Linked DNA regions of Mus musculus: region 1 is linked to region 2. Evidence: chromatin contacts called from public Hi-C data. All regions are on one chromosome and are shown on one strand. The core of a region is the stretch at or near the end of the contact, and the rest is flanking DNA. Distances in the headings are between cores, read along the strand shown. Region 1 holds the start of Rptoros (regulatory associated protein of MTOR, complex 1, opposite strand). Region 2 overlaps Rptor (regulatory associated protein of MTOR, complex 1).

Region 1 (3,679 bases), core at 175-2,674, 41 kb after region 2:
GACAGTGACCTGTTCTGTTTCCACCTTGATTTTCAATCAGAAAGTGGGCTTGCTATTCTTCATTAAGACTGATGCTGCGAGGTGACCTAACACTGCCCTGGAACTGAACCTAGACCAAAGCCAGAGGCTGTGACATGTAGTTGAATCTGAGCATAGTACTGTCCCTGAGAATTCCCAGAGAATGGATTTGTGGTTATGGAAGAAAATGTCCTTTTTGTTAACAATATTTCGGGGCAGGGTGCACATGTATACAGAGGCCAGAAGCCAATGTTAGATCAAGGTAAGAGTAGGTTAGTATTCTGTGCTATTATATAATATGTGGTCTTTATCCCTTTGCCCCACTAAGGGCTTGTTCACTCCCCCATCTTGTGGGTTCTTTCTAGTTTCCTGACACTCCAAATTAAACACACAACCCCAGAAACTTGAAGCTAAGATCCAAGTGTGAGAAAGGACATGCTTGCTTGGTTTTAATAAGTTTCCCAAGTTGTTGTTATCATCTGTCTCTCTGCTAATTAACAAGAATAAGGGAGGGAGGCAGTTAATTAAGGACTGGTGTAAGCTGGGTTCCAGCTAATTGAGGGTTTTTTTCATAGACAGAATTAATGTGCAATTCAGGCAGACCTTCCAAATTACAGTTAATAAAGTTTTATTTATAGCACCACTGGGGAACATCAAGGGCACAATGTCAAGGAATGTGGGAAAACACTCTGAATTGGTATTGATGGGATAATCCAAAGTCAGGCATACAAACAGGCATACCACAGGAAGAGCTTCCATGGACAAAGACAACAGGGAAGGAGGTGGGATTTTTTTCTTCGGCCCCTACAACCTGTGTATCCTTTGCAGCTTCCCAGTGTCTGGTTCCTCCGCAAACAGATTCTTCTCTGAATAAATTTGATCAGGTACTCAGCCTAACCTCTCTTGCTCCGCATTTTGCCTCTTCACGTACACAAAGCTCAGTTGGAAGAGAGTTCAATGTCGGCCTCTTCTCTATGGGTCAGGCATTGTTGAGCATCCTCCCTGTTCTGCTGGCCCACCGTGGGGCTGCTCTAGGAGGAATGCAGACTGCCTCTATCTAGATACCCGTGCTTCCTGCCTGCTAAGCTTTGCTTTGGGGGATAGCTCTAGGTTTACAGAAATCTGAGGTGACAGTGGAGCCCGCCCCAGTTTCCTGTGTCTGAGGCACCTCAGTGGACACAGTGAGACCTGTGTTCCTGTGCCGGTTGGTGCCTTACCTTAACCAGCTGCACCATTCTGGTGCACCACAGGGTTTCTCTGTCCACTCTCCCTGGGAGGGGCTTCAGCTCCTCCAAATCAACCCTCCCCCTTTCTCCCTCAACCCTCTGTACCTCTGATGTCCATGGCAGCATGAGGAGGCCCCTTGGCTCTGCACACCTGCACTTGGGTTGCGGTAGTGAGAGGCTTGGGGTGGAAGACAGATGAGCCCCCTTCTCACACGTGCTTTGCCGTTTGTGTTAGCGTGCTTCTTCCTTCAAAGTCATGACTCCCAGCCCCAGCGATTACTGCAAACACTGCTTTGTTCCTTCACCTGTTCTGTTCCGGACCCAGATGTGGGTATGGGGGTTGTTTGTTTTCTTTGTGTACTTAGACTTTGTATCCGTTGCTTTGTTTTCATTATGTACTTAGACGTTGTATTCGTTACTCTTCTGTTGCCGTGGTTACATACTGGGACCAGCAGTGACAAAGTTTATTTTGGCTCACAGTTCCAGAGTAAGACAACAGAGGAGTGGGAGGCAGAGGAGGCAAAGGAGGCAGAGCAGAGGCTCAGATCACAGCTGCCATAAACACAGATCACTGACAGCAAACCAGAAATGGGCAAGGCTATAATATCAAAACCCACCCCAACAACATACTTCTCCCGCTTCAAGGCTCTACTTTCTGAAGCTTTATGACCTCCCCTAAGAGCACCATGAGCCAGGGACCACGTGTTCAAATGCATGAACCTCTGAAGGACATTTTCCATTCAAACTATCAGGCTGTTCTAAGTCTCTGTGTTTGGGATGAATTTAGTTTTATACTTCTAAGTTTTTCTAGTCTCCCTTCTCTGTGAGGAAGCCATGTTCCTAGAAACAGTCTTTCAGATGGGGGGGGGGGGGTCTCCTAGCTCTGACTGGGCAGAGTCTTCCTCCCGGTCACTGAGAGCCACATCTGATGAGCAGGAGTCAGGAACATGCTCACAGGAAAAACTTATAAATGTTTTCTCTTCCTCTCTCCCTGCCACCTCATTCATATAATTTGATGCTTTGAGGGTCTCTTATGACTCAAGTATAGGTTATAGTCTGCAGAAAACCAGTGAAGGGAAGGGACATGTTAGGGATATGTGTTTGCAGAAACCTTTGTTTTGTGTAAGCCAGTCAGCAAAGCTATGTACTGTGTAAATGGGTTCTGGGTACTGTCTCACTGTCTGGTAAGATAGAATACCATGTGAAGGTGTTTTCAGCAGTGGCTACAAGTGTATCTACATGGCGACATTTCTCCCCAGTGCAGATACACATCATGAGCAGCATACATCACTGTCACTATGTGGTCATGTATGCTACCTCAGAGATCATAACCACTTGTGACATGGAGGGTTTGTCCTGTGAGTGTAGCCAAGAGGGAAAGAAATACAAATGGCCAATCCCCGTCTGTCAGTCTATACAGAAAGAAGAGCTTTTCTGACCGGCCTGACTGTAAGGCAGAGCCTGGGAGACTCGGGTGCTCCTCTCCATGGAAGAGGCTGAGTAGCAGCAAACAAAGCCACTGGGGTCCAGAGGTGGCATGTGGACTGGGGACAGCAAGCTGGACTGTCAAACCGGTGAAGGAAGAGAAGGACATTTTGAATGTCCTTCTCAAAAGGATGCAGTCGTCACCTCTGAACACCAGCTGGGAATAATTTTGAAGGCTGGTGAGATGGCTCAGTGGGCAAAGGTGCTTCTTGGACAAGCCTGCAGCTTGAGTTTAATCCCTGAGACCCACGTAAATGTGCAGTGAGAGAACCAACTCTACTGAGTTGACCTCTGACCTCCACAGGCATGCCATGCATGTGAGCTCATACATACATCATATGTGGCACACAATAACAACAACCTAGGCCTATCTTTAATCCCAGCACTCAAGATAGAAGGCAAATTCTGAGTTTGAGGCCAGCCTGCTGTACTTAGTGAGTTCCAGACCAACCAGGGCTGCATAGCAAGATTCTGTCTTAGAAGAAATGGGATTGTGATCTCAGTGCCACCGACACAGCTCTGTGGGGCACTCAGAGACAGGGTAAGGCCTACATAACAGAAGTCATTCAAGGAGTTGAACTGAGTTCTAGGAAACAAGTGACTTCCAGCCCCAATTCTGTGTGTGTGGGTAGGGTAAGTTTATGTCTAAAAAACCCAAAGGCTCTATTAATACCAATAAAAGAACTTAGTGAGATAGAAGCCTTAATACAGAAGCTGAAGTGACAGCAGCTAGAAGATTAGACAGGAAGAGCAGCCTGTGTGCGGTAAGGTCATAAATCCAGGGATAATCTACTGTGAGATGGGGAAAGCCGCCACAAACAATACCTTAAACCATTCCTGAGAGACACACAGTCACCTTCAGCAGATAAGAACACACCCTGCTCTCTTGCAGTAGGATTCTGTGTCATAAACATGTCAGTGTTCTCTCGGTTAATTTATAACTTTAATAT
Region 2 (3,391 bases), core at 9-2,508:
TGATTGGTGCTGAAACTTGTTGTATAACTCTCCCTGCATCTGACCAAGGAAAGCCATGGCTGCTAAGGTTTGAACATCTTCCTTTCTTCTGTTAATGCGCTATGTTGCTGTTAAACATTAAAACAAAACTTGGTTCCTCTGACTGACTTAGCATCAGCTCACGTTGCCCTTATACAGGTTGCGGTGCTCCACTGAGGTCTTTGAAGATCTGCACACCCACTCTTCACTGACCTCAGCCAGGACTGCCCTTCCAAGTGACTTCATGCCTGCTACTCAGTGCCTTGGAGGCCTTGGCTACTGTCTGCCACCACCATGCTTGTCGGTCTGTCTTTCTGTCAGTTTGTAGTTTGGGGGAGGAGGAGGCAGCTCTGACCTGTGCTGACTGTGTGGCCTTTCTCCCCCTGCATATTTTCCTTTCAGTGTTTTTAAGGTTTCTCTCACCAGCTTTGACAGTTTTACCTTAGTATGTGCATGGGCATTTTTTTTTTTTTAAGGTATTCTGCTCTGTGTCTCTGTCATCTCCTGGTCTGGATGCTGTGGGCTGAATTATGTGCCTTAAGAGTTCTTAGTTGAAGCCCTAGTATTTGGAGATGGGGCCCTAGAAGATAAGTAGGTTTTAAATGAATTCTTGGGAGTGAGACCTTGGTGAAGAGGCAGACGGTAGGACGGTCTTTGTGGCTGCTGTGTCCTTGTCTGTCTATGTGTGTCTGTGTCACTACTGAAAGCTGACTGCCACGCACATCCTCTCAGCACATGCATAGCCCTTCTATGGACTCTCCAAGAAGACCGATGTGAGTCATTCGATAGCACCAACCCTTAGGAACATGGGAAGCCATAAGCCCTGAGACCTGTGCATTGTTCATTGCCTGACTCCACGTGGCACTGTGGTACCAGCTCCTCAGTGTCGGTGTGTTTGGTAGGGAGGGGGCGGTGCTGCTACAGCACTGGGAAACCACACTCCTGAGACTGTCCGTGGGTCACGGTGTAGGCCACAGATTCATGATCACTTGACGTCTGTGAGTGTTTAGAGTGTGTACACTTTGAGGAGTTCAGGCGGCATAGGGTATTAATAGGTTGTGGAAGAAATATCAAGGCATGTGGTTTGTGGTCTAATTTAGCTAATGAAAAATATTTTTACAAGTCTCATAAACACTCATTGTCCAGCAAATTAGCTTCAGGCATCAGCACTCTGCCCTACAACCCTGAGTCATTAGAGGGAAGTGTCTGTGCAACCATACGCTCGTGCTTCAGTGCAGCCTCTTACTGGGGCTCTGGATGCATCTGGACGTGTGCACATGTGGACTGATTGAGTAGCTCCTGCCTTACTGAAGAGCCAGCCATGATGCACTGACCCTGGTTTTCAAAGGAAATTGATGGGTTCACCTCCCATGCTCCTTGTCTCAAAGCATTTCCAAATAAGGAATCATTTGCAGTGAGTCCACAGCGCTCTCCACAGTCACCTCATTGTGGTCATTTGAGAAGTGGCGATCCACCACACCCTGACTGACTTAGTCCGTTTACACAGGTGCACAATGTGTAGCTTTTAAAGGCCTTCCCTTTTTAGAAACTGCCTCTCTTTTATGGAAAAAAAAATGGATTTTTTTCCTTTGTTATGTAAGGACTGTGTTTTTAGCAGTATATCACTAAACACAGATAAGCAAAAAGGATTTTTAAAAACACCTGTAATTTCTGCCCTGCCAAGATACTCAGTTAGGACTGGTGGATCCTTCAAACTGTTTTCTATATCTGTGGGCATTTATGACAAGCATGCAGCCTGCCCTTCCACGGGGTCTCAGTGCGTTACACATCGTTTGCTGCTGTGCACACTGAGCCAGCCAAGGGATGTGCGCCAGGGTTCATAGTGGATTTTAGATAGTAGGACTTATATCATGTTATGACTGTCTTCTTATGTCCTTACTTTGTGGGAAAAGCATGTCTCTGATATGACAGTGCCATTTTCCTGGAAGCTGGAGGTTTGTTTTGTGCACACAGAGCATTGTGATCCCTCAGTAGTGATTCTAGCATTGACCAACCAAGCACACATGGGCACATGAGCATAGTGCATTGTGCCAAGCCTGAGGCCAGCCAAGACACTGTTGTTACAGCACAGAGAATGTACTGAAATGTGAAAGTGCATGTGGGTAAGGGAATAATTTGGGGAAGACTAACCTTTGAGTTAGCACCCATACTGCTTGGTTGTCCTGCGGTCTTTTTCTGTTGCTATGATAAAGCAACCAAGGGGAGAAAAGATTTAGTTTAGCTCACAGCTCCAGTTTAGAATTCATCATGGCAGGAAAGTCAGGACACCGCAGGAACTGGAAACACCCAGGACCCAAATTCAGGGAATGGTGCCACCCACTTTTAGGATAAGACAGTCACCTTTCAACCTCATTCACGGGCCAACCAGATCTGGGCAGTTAATTCCTCAGTACAACTCCGGTGAATCTGTGTATGGCAAGTTGACAGCTACAGCTAATTATCACAGGTGGACACACAGGCAAGCTAGAATCTTTTTCTGTCTTGCCTAGTCACTGCAGCACTCTTGGGATGGCCAGGTTCCCTTTCTTCCACCTTGCTCACTTCAAGAGCTGAGAAAGACCCTGAGGACACAGCTGAAGAATAGCGTTTAAACTGACTCCTTTCCTGTCCCCGTGCACAGCTGCCAGCTGCCATAAAGAGTTAGGATTCTATCCACTGGGCGATGGGGAGTCTTAGCAATGAGTGGGAGTTGCCGCTGTTTTCAAGTAGAAGTTCTGTGACTCAGGTTTGTGGGCTGCTGAGATTATGCAGTGTGCTCAGCACTCTGCCAAAAACTATAAGAAGATTGATACATATCGAGGAACGAAAGCCATTGCCCATAGGAATTTATTATCTAGTTACAGAGGAGATTAGCATAGAGGAGCAATGGTGAATAAGTAATAAAAAGAACACAAGCAAGGGCTTCGAGGAATGCCTGAGCTCCTCAGAGGTGAATGTTGTTAAAGATTTGAAGGTTATGCAGGAGCTTCACTAAGCTGTCAGGCCCAGGGCATCTTGAGCTACACAGAATAGATGGAGATCCTGCTACACTGAGTGGGACCTGGCCCCAGGGGAGCCAGAGTCTCTGACCCACGAAGGAGCGTGGGCAGCATAAGCAGACAGACAGAGGCCAGCTCTGACGTCTCCAGCACTGTGATGTGACTCTGGGCCAGCCAGGAGAAGAATGGATGGAGAGTGGTAACAGGTCAAACACACTCAGCCCTCAGCTTGCTCGGTTAGTAATGGTTTCGAGGCCCAGAAGGGAATCTTCTGTTTTCAGAAGTCTTTATTCTGTGCCTCAGAGGCCTGGATGTTCCCCCCTGTGTCGTGTGCCCAGGTCTAGCTGGGACATGCTCAGCCTGCTCTTCTCCTG

The links. Hi-C and Micro-C count contacts between places; a contact is called where the count stands out from the background.
Region 1: a Hi-C map of colorectal tumor organoids shows a contact between it and region 2, with 1.8 times the contacts expected there. The contact joins the promoter of Rptoros here to the enhancer-like site in region 2. A contact is called at or near these places in 2 of 39 promoter capture datasets (the 3T3-L1 cell line and the HPC-7 cell line), 11 of 484 Hi-C or Micro-C datasets (CD8 T cells, bone marrow-derived macrophages, brain and 6 more), 6 of 115 datasets of contacts at active chromatin or transcription factors (embryonic stem cells, intestinal crypt epithelium, intestinal villus epithelium and 2 more) and 3 of 9 other capture datasets (adipose tissue, liver and pancreatic islet).

Annotation. Positions count from the first base shown.
Region 1 is chr11:119,832,941-119,836,619 of GRCm38.p6, forward strand. It overlaps Rptoros (regulatory associated protein of MTOR, complex 1, opposite strand), which reads right to left and starts at 1,425. Exons shown (of 3, transcript NR_045313.1): 1 at 1,350-1,425. All of the region lies in intron 13 of Rptor (regulatory associated protein of MTOR, complex 1), which reads left to right.
Region 2 is chr11:119,792,158-119,795,548 of GRCm38.p6, forward strand. All of the region lies in intron 7 of Rptor (regulatory associated protein of MTOR, complex 1), which reads left to right. Among named protein-coding and RNA genes, the nearest start is that of Rptoros, 41 kb to the right of the region's middle. Within about 2 kb of position 1,259, at least 55 of the 459 cell types and tissues checked have an H3K27ac peak or open chromatin away from gene starts, as enhancers often do. A contact at or near this core is called in bone marrow-derived macrophages, colorectal tumor organoids, pancreatic cancer cells and 1 more, where this site is marked.